2 separate regions of the Bos taurus genome follow, and region 2 is linked to region 1. The links are chromatin contacts, called in public Hi-C maps. All regions are on one chromosome and are shown on one strand. The core of a region is the stretch at or near the end of the contact, and the rest is flanking DNA. Distances in the headings are between cores, read along the strand shown.

Region 1 (4,416 bases), core at 819-3,318:
GGTAATTGACTTGGCTTCTGGTAATTGATTTAGGGTCTTGGATACATATCCTTCCTTAAAACAGTTCCCACAGAATGCCAGACCCTGTGTTGAGACCTCTACCTGTGTTCAAACCTTTCAAATTAAACATTATTAATAATTGCCATTTTGCAAATGAGCAAATTAAGACTTAGAAACTTTCACTGCACTGACTGTCATAAGTCAGTGACAAAATCAGTTTGTCAGGTTCTAGAGCTCAAGCTCAGCATTTTGCTATACTTCCTGAGTAGAAAATTCAGCCACAGTGCCCTTTAAAAAACCCCAGAAATCACAATCTAGCCACATGCAAAATAAGTATTGGTTGAAAGTTTTCATAAAAAGTAGCAAAGATTTTGAAACTGTTTGGAGGGGACACATAGGAGACAAATGAACTATCATTTCTCTTTAAGTGGTATTTATGCAGCATTTATAGTGCTCACCTGATAGCAGACTGGGAACAACCGGATATTGCACTATCTAAGGTTGCTTTGGCTGATTACAGAGGCCTCATAGAAGGAGGGACCACCATTACACAAACCCACCTCTTACAGGCCACCACCAAGTGAACTGAATGTATTTCCATCTCATCCTGTTCTCACATGTCAGTCCACAAATGACTTAGCTAGTATCACTGACTGAAAACCCAAATCTGAAGGTACTTAGAGGAAAAAAAAGACATGCTCTACAGCCCATTTCTTCCCTCCTTTATTGAAGCTAGCATTAAAATCAACAATATAAGAGGTGCATTGCACTTGGAAGCACTGCATTCCAGGATGGTCATAGAGCACCTCCTCAGTGCTATAATGATGACATATGGCCACACACACACACACAGAAGGCAAGCTCAAAAGATGGTCTTTCCCCAAAACCTCTAAGTAAGATTGAAAGACATGCCCCCCAAATGCCATTCACTTGATTCATGTACTGTCTTCAATCAAATCTCAGCATTCCATTCTAAACACGAAGAATATATTTTTAGTGTCAATAAGTAAAGTTCCCAGCTCTCAATGTGAGGGGTGGGAAGCCTTTATCTTGGTGGGGGTTGGGCAATGGAGACCTCCTAGCCTCCTTCAAATAGCCACTGAATCCCTTAAAGTGAAAGTACTGGTTACTTAAGCAAATAAAACAAACAGCAATCCTTTGATCTTTAGGAAGCTCTTTCTTGTTAAGGTAACATTCTGTCTGACTTTTATGTTTCAGCATTCATTGTATATTTAATTATTTTTAAAAGTTTTGTTTTAAACGATTACGCTTTTTTCGTAAGTTAAGATAAACACAGGCATGCTTTGTTAAAGATTAAAAATAAATCTCACACGAAACTGCAAAGTTGGCAAAGATAATACCACATGGGGTCGGTATGTTCCAAAACACGATTCTCACGGGGCCCCTCTGAACACACTGAATTAGAATTTTTGTTCTAAAAAGTTTCAGGAAGCCCCTGACTCTAACCCACCCTTTCCTGAAACTGGTGAAAGTATGAGAAAAAATAATTACCACTCAAGTGAAAAAAGAAGAGTCTCAACACTTTAGGGAGGCATGTTTTGTCTTTCTTTTAACTTGTTACTGTGTTCAAAAATACCTTGTGATAGCTTTCAGACAGGGAACACACTGGGATAGCAATATTAAAAGAAGGATGTTTTTCATCCTTCAATGGGTAAGTTATCAAATGACTGCTTTTAATTCAACTTGAGAGTAATTACTAGATCTTACTACACTGGAAACATCACTCACCCCTATTTGAGTTTGATTGTAACCTTTTATAAATAAGGGTTCCCTTTTGGAAATAGCAAAATAGAGACAGGTTTTCCTTGCCGCCTCATTTTTCAGGCTTATTCCCCAGAATCTTTGACTGTTCACTTCCTCTTCCATTTTATTCTTTCTTTTTATTCCAATACATCTCTTGCTGCAATTGGGAGGGTTGAATCCATCATGGATTCTGGACCAGGACGTCTGAGATGTTAATGCAGTTCTTGGGGCAGACAGTAGGTGGCATTGAAAAGCCGTGCCTCAGCCAGCCATCTTTGCTGGAAATCACATCAGAAGTGTGAGCAGTCTGATGTAATGCGACAGGAGAGAGAGATAGACAGGAGCCAGAAATCGTGGGTGTCTACTCCTCCCTTAGACACCCATGCTTATGACTAGGATCCCTCTTACTTACTTTCAAATGGAAAACTATTCTACCCCAGTTGAAAAAATTGAATATTCAGATCCAGTGAACACGTTGCAGAAGGTTTTTTTTACTTTCTCAATGCCCAAGATGTTCCAGCTTGTAATGTGCCATTGCTGTTTGCTAAAACTAAACAAAGAAGTACACATGTGAATTCAATAACGTGTTTATGTTTAGAATTACAGGAGTCCTCTATAAATCTAGCCTCAGATTTCTGGAAGGAAATATTTTCCATAGGGAATAACGAATATAAAGGTTTTCTAGGGTTTCTCTAAGAGAAAAGTTAGGAAGAGCATTGCCCAAAGATGTCAAGTGCAGCTAGAACTATGGAACTCAGCTCAGAGTGGAATGCGATAAGCCATCAGAAAGGAATGTGATCTGGGTTTGCTGGAATGAAGTGGGGTTTATTAGTTATTCTTTCCCAGGACCGAAAATTGACAATTGGTTGGCCTAGATGAAATTGTTGCTATTTGGACAGGCTTGTGGGAATTAGGAGAAAGACTTAGAAAGCCAGAAGTTCAAGCACATTATTGTTCTGGCATTGGGCCACTGCAGTCTGTGAAAAATAGAACTAAAAGCAAATTAATTGAGGGTTACATCTTCATAAAAACTAAAATTATATAATCTTGGAATTAGAGATCATGTGTTCTAACCTCTCTCCAAAAACAAATATCCCCAGAAGAACATCTTTGAAAGACAACCTTCAAGACATTTTCTGGGACACTTTGAAGAAAAGAGTTCTAATGGCTTTTCAGAATACCCCACTCCATTCCCGAACCCCTGATTTTAGCACTCCTTGAACCATGGTGAGGAGCCTGGAACATGCAAACATATTTTTGGAGGGCTATGAATTCTAAATGAGATGTGCAAATTTTTGTCTTTTCATTTAGACAACAACTGAAAGAGAATGAATATGTAAACATGCTACAGTGACCATTTTTTTCTACTTAGTAAACTTTCTGTTTATGATCAGTTTTAGGTTTACAGGGAAATTGAGTGAAAAGTATAGACATACCCTATACCCCCTGACTCCTCCACCTCCAGTTTGCATATGACTAATATCTTACATTAGTGTAGCACATTCATTTGTTGAGCCAACATCAGTGCATTATTATTAATTAAAGTCCATACTTTCTACTAGGGTTTGTTCTTTGTGTTATACATTCTAGAGGTTTTGTTTTTTAATTTATTTTATTGAGGTATAGTTGATTTACAGTGCGTTAATTTCTGCTCTACAGTGATATGATTCAGTTATACATATATACGGAGAAGGCAATGGCACCCCACTCCAGTACTCCTGCCTGGAAAATCCCATGGACGGAGGAGCCTGGTAGGCTACAGTCCATGGGGTCACTAAGAGTCGGATATGACTGAGCGACTTCACTTTCCCTTTCCACTTTCATGCATTGGAGAAGGAAATGGCAACCCACCCCAGTGTTCTTGCCTGGAGAATCCGAGGGACGGCAGAGCCTGGTGGGCTGCCATCTATGAGGTTGCATAGAGTCGGACACAACTGAAGCGACTTAGCAGCAGCAGCAGCATACATATATACACATTTTTTTCATATTCTTTTCCATTGGGTTTATCATAGGATATTGACTGTAGTTCCCTGTGCTATACAGTAGGACCTTGTTGTTTATCTGTTCTACATATAATAGTTTGCATCTGCTAATCCCAGACTCCCAATCCATCCCTCCTTGAAGCCTAGGGTGTTTGACAAATTCAAGGATCACTTTTTACTGAGCTGATAGACCTCACCTGAGGACCACCAGAGATATTTTCAGTAGTACTTCTGTTTATGTTTTATGAGACTAGTTCAACTTTCTTTGGGACTAATAAGTAAAGAACAGACCTGGACTGAACAGGCAACAAGTGTCGTTAATTTTAGTGAAGAAAAGTGACAGCATGCCTCACTAACGGAGGTTTGTCTGTGGTTCAGAAAAAGAAATAAGTTTTGTTTGAGTCATTGCAAATTATGAGTGGCCTACACCTCCAAGATAAAAACCATCACTGGTACCATATTCATGTCCTGAAGGGTGATTTTGTTTCAGCAAACAACATCATCTCTCAAATTAAAATAAGGATATTGCAATATTGTTGACATTGTAGTTTTTTTGCATTTAATTTATACATTTGTAAATGTAGTTCATTAATTTAATTTGTAAATTTGTTTGTAAGTATAAGGACTTAAACTAGTTGTATGCCCATAATATAGAGAAAATAGCTTTTCT
Region 2 (4,416 bases), core at 724-3,223, 130 kb after region 1:
TCCCATCTCAGCGTTTGGGGCCCTAACACGATGCTCGGCTCCAAGAGGCGCTGTAGAAGGGCGATGCGGAGCCTCTTCTGGGGATAGAGCATGGGACGGACAAGCAGCTCTGAAGTGAGGCAAGGGGGACACCTTGGCTCTGCAGGTGTGTCCCGGACTGTGACCGAGGGTGGAGGGATCAGTCGCAAGAAAGATCAGTTATCAGCCTCTAACCCTGCGATTCGTAATTAACGAAGTGTTCGCGGAATGATACTGCGGTTTTGAAGAAGTCAAGCTTGAGGGAGGAGAAAGAGCCAGGGAGAGGGGAGAGGAGCCCCGGAAAAGCAGCAAAAGTGGAGAAGCGGATAGGCGCGCCCAGGTTCCGCGTGGTCTTTCTCTCCTCGGAGCCGCGTGGGGCTCCGACTCCCGCGCCCCAGCGCTCGGTGCGCTGTTGCCGCGTGGAGCGCCCGCGGCGGGGACCTCTCCTTGCACTGCCATCTACAGGTGTGGCAACTCCAGGTCTGCCTAACCTTGCCAGGCGGGAGGCCGTCCAGTCCTTCAGGAAGAGTCGCTGGCCCCGGGTTTAGGAGCCTTCACACTCCTTTTATCGTGACTATCTGGCAGTTCCAATAGAAGTATTTTTCAAACCAGCGGTATTTACAGGGGCAAGACTGGGCTGCTCCGTGGAGCCTGGGACCGTATCAGCCTATGAGGTAATGGAGACATAATTGGGGAACAAGGTGGAATTAGTGTCATCCCAAATGATTTAGTGCCTCATGTTAATTTCACTGGGTTTTGTTCGAAGAGCAGTGGAGTCACTCGCCTTGCGGAGCAAGCTGCCGTCAGAAAAGATTCTTTTCGAGCATTTCATCAAGTTCAAGCGCTCGGCCCTTGAACGTTGCAGGAGCAGCTTCACGTTTCAGCCTTTGAAAAGGTATCGTAATGTTATTGCTTGTTTTGCTTCTAGAAGCGGCGGGTTTAGGAAATGACTTGGGCGGGTTCATCTGTGAGGCCGAAGACACTGACGCGCTCCCCAGGGACCCCGGCGGCTTCGCGGTCATCTCGAAGGTGCCAGCCAAGCGTCGGGTCCCGCGGGCGTTCCTGACGCGGACCCCTGTGCCCAGGGTGTCCGGCGCCGTCCTAGATGTCTGGGGACAGTCGGGGGAGTCGCGGGGGCGGAGGGGGCGGGCGGCGGGACGGCGCGGTAAGAGCATGGAAACGGGGAGGGAGCCTGCCTGCGCCTCGCCCCTCCGTGCCAAGGACACCGTCTCGGAGGCGCGGCTCGCTTCCCAGGGTCGGACTTTCCGCCCCCGGAGCCGGGCAGTGGAGGGCCAGCCCCGTCCCCTTCCCAGCTTCGGGCGGCCCCCAGGGCTGAGTAAGCCGGGCGGAGAGAGACAGCAAGGATTTCCTGAGAGCGAAGGGGAGGAGGAGGGGAGAGGGGCAGGAGCCCGGAGCCAGGACCCTGAACCTGCAGGTCGGTGCCCCAGGGGCGCCGCCGCCCGCGCCTCCCCACGCGCGCTCCCGCCCCCGCCCGCCGCGGCCCCCGCCCACTCCCGAGCCGTAGGGAGTCAGGTCCCGGAGGAAGAGGGTAGGTGGGGAGGCGGATGAGGGGTGGGGGACCCCTTGACGTCACTGGAAGGAGGTGCCGGGGTAGGAAGTGGGCAGGGGAAAGGTTAAAAATCGCCCCCGCCCTCGGCTCCTCTTCATCGAGGTCCGGTGGAGGCTCGGAGCGCGCCGGAGCGACACTCCTCCTGGCTCCTCCCAGGCGGCGGCGGCGGCGGCGGCTCGGAACCGGCCCCGGGGCTGGAACTCAACGGCCAGAGAACGCCGGGCTCCGAGGATTACCGGGGGAAGTGGCTGTCTCTTGCTGGGGCTGCGGAGAGGGGCGCCCGGGGAGCAGGGCCGGCGGCGGCGGCGGAGCGAGAAGGAACCGGCTGCGGTGGGCGCCAGCTAGGAGCGCGGGCACCGGGCGAGCAGGCCGCGTCGCGCTCACCATGGTCAGCTGCTGGGACACCGGGGTCCTGCTGTGCGCGCTGCTTGGCGGTCTGCTGCTCACAGGTGAGGCGCGGCCGGGCACCCCCCGGGCGGGTTGGGGACAGGGCTCCGAGGGGATCGGGACACTAGTTGCGGTTTAGCCGCCTGGGGCCGTGACGTCCTTTCTCCTCCGGCGGGCCGTCGGGGTGGGCGCCCCCGGAGAGCCGCTATTTGGGGTCCGCGAGCATCGCCGCGCTCGGCTCCGCGCTGAGGCGGCCCCTTGGCGCCTGGAGACCTCCCGCAAGCCAACTGACCCCCACCCCGGTTCTGGGCTCAGGGAGTGCCGTGAGCTCGGACCTGCCAGACATCCAGAGCCTGTTCCCAGAGGGCCTGGCCGGGTCCGCCGGGGTCCCCCCGGAACAGCGGCTCCGAGGATGCCTGCGAGGCTGCCCGGGGGCTGGGCGATGTTGGGCACTGACGGCGACGTAGCGTCTCCCGAGGGAAGGAGGTGAGCCCTTGGGGAGGGGATCGCGTGCCCGGCGGGAGCACACAGATCCCAGGAGATGGCGACGGCTGGTACCCTTCGAGCCACTCAGGGCTCCCGAGCCCGCGCGTCTCGGGGAACGTTCCCCGGCGTCGACTCTTCGCCGCCGCTCGTTACTCGCGGCGCCTGAGCGCGCTGCGCGCAGCCAACCGGAGTGGAAACTCGGCCAGGGGTCTACTCGCCCAGGTCGCTGACCTGAGTGACCTTGACCGCCGACGGCAGTTGAGGACCCAAATCCAGTTAAGTTTCAGAATTGCAAGTCTAGTTTTTTAAGTTCTGAAAGGAAACGATTTGGAACAAAAGATGCGATTTGAGGAATCGGTGAGGTCCGCGCCTTTGCCCGGTGTTGGGGAAACTGGCGGCGGGACCAGAAGGTTGCCCCCGGGTTAGTGTGGAGGTAGCCCCCAGCGGGGCGCCAAAACTCTAGGGCATTTAGGGGCTCGAACTCGCCGTTTCGGCTCAGTGGCCAAGATCCCTAGTTCAGCCTCGGTGGGCGCAGGGAGCCAGGTTTTGGAGCGCCTGGCTTTTAATCGTCCTGGGGCAAAGATACAGTGTGAACTAAAATGCAGTAACATAAAATAAGTTATTGCAAAGATTCTTGAGAAGGAAAGCGAGAGGGCTGGCATATATATTTTTTAATGTTTGTTAAACTCAAAAGGTAGTAACAGTTAAATATTCTTTCTCAGTGGGAAGACTAGTAATCCTTCAGTTTCTAAATAACAAGTAATGCTTCCAGTTAGATGGATGAAACTGTTAAACCGACAGGCAAAACGGATTCGTAATTGGAGAGAACGCGCTCTAAACTGGAAGTGTTGCTAAAACAACTATATTGAGTGGAGTACTGCTTTTTTACCTCAAAAATACATTTGGGGGTTTGCAAAGTCACGATATTTTGAAATATAATTGCTTGGAGCGTTTTAATTACATGAAGTCCATCTGTCTATTATGTAAAAGTAAATCTAGGTAAATTACTGTGAATCCAAAACATGGAGGAAAATGTATATGGTTTATTGGATTTTCTGCTTCACACAGATTTATTTTGTTTCAAAAACTAGCAAAGGATAGCTCTGTTCGTGGTTAAAAGCAGCTTAGATCCGTGGAAGCTTTCCTGAACCGCAAGTGAGATTCTCTTATGATTCCTCTTCATTTTACTTAAATGAGGCAGAAATCTTGGAACTCTTTTGTGAATTAAAAAAAAAAAAAACATTTTTATACATATGTGTTATAGGGAGAAAGCGGGAGAGAAACATTGGCATGGTGAGAATGTCTTCACCTGCGTGTATAGGAAACGTTCTATCAGCTGCTCGGGTTTCTAATTGCTAATGAGGACTTTGCAAACCACACAGGCTTCTCCCCAGGGTGCACAGCTGTCTCCCTGTAAGATAATCAGCTACCTAATTTCTAAACTTCATCAGGGCTTTCAGACTGAGGAAGGGGCTCCTGTCTAGGGAACGGTGTCTAGATAGGGGCCAAGTTTCTGTTCTGTGGATTTTTCAGGTCCCAGCTCTGCTCACTGTTGGGTGCTATGTAATTTTATGAGGTATTAATAGTGTGTGGGTGTGCACTGAGATATAAAATAATCAGAGGTTCTTTAATACAGAAGAGAACGGCCTTCCCCTGCAAAAAATATATTTACCTTCTTCCAGATATCCTGGGAAATAAAAACATATCAATAATTCAGATACTTCCAGGTCCTCTTTATTGCAAATTCTTCCTCTAAAAAGGATACTAGTCTTCATTTCTCCAGCTCACAATCTCATTTTCATATTTTAAGGCACCACACCTTTGCGAAAGCCACAGACCCTTTTGGTCAACTCCCCATTTTTCTGGCATTTTTGAGCAGCTAACATGTACAACTTGCTACAACTAATTGGAAATACCTCACTCGCAAATTTCCTGAGGGGAGCTAATGATATAAA

Evidence for each region. Hi-C and Micro-C count contacts between places; a contact is called where the count stands out from the background.
Region 2: a contact with region 1 is called in a Hi-C map of skeletal muscle, with 4 times the contacts expected there. The contact joins the promoter of FLT1 here to the enhancer-like site in region 1. A contact is called at or near these places in 2 of 11 Hi-C or Micro-C datasets (blastocyst and skeletal muscle).

What each region holds. Positions count from the first base shown.
Region 1 is chr12:31,493,568-31,497,983 of ARS-UCD2.0, forward strand. All of the region lies in intron 4 of LOC101904156 (a long non-coding RNA gene), which reads left to right. Among named protein-coding and RNA genes, the nearest start is that of POMP, 13 kb to the left of the region's middle. Within about 2 kb of position 2,069, at least 6 of the 102 cell types and tissues checked have an H3K27ac peak or open chromatin away from gene starts, as enhancers often do. A contact at or near this core is called in skeletal muscle, where this site is marked.
Region 2 is chr12:31,622,512-31,626,927 of ARS-UCD2.0, forward strand. It overlaps FLT1 (fms related receptor tyrosine kinase 1), which reads left to right and starts at 1,974. Exons shown (of 30, transcript NM_001191132.4): 1 at 1,974-2,037. The coding sequence starts at 1,974.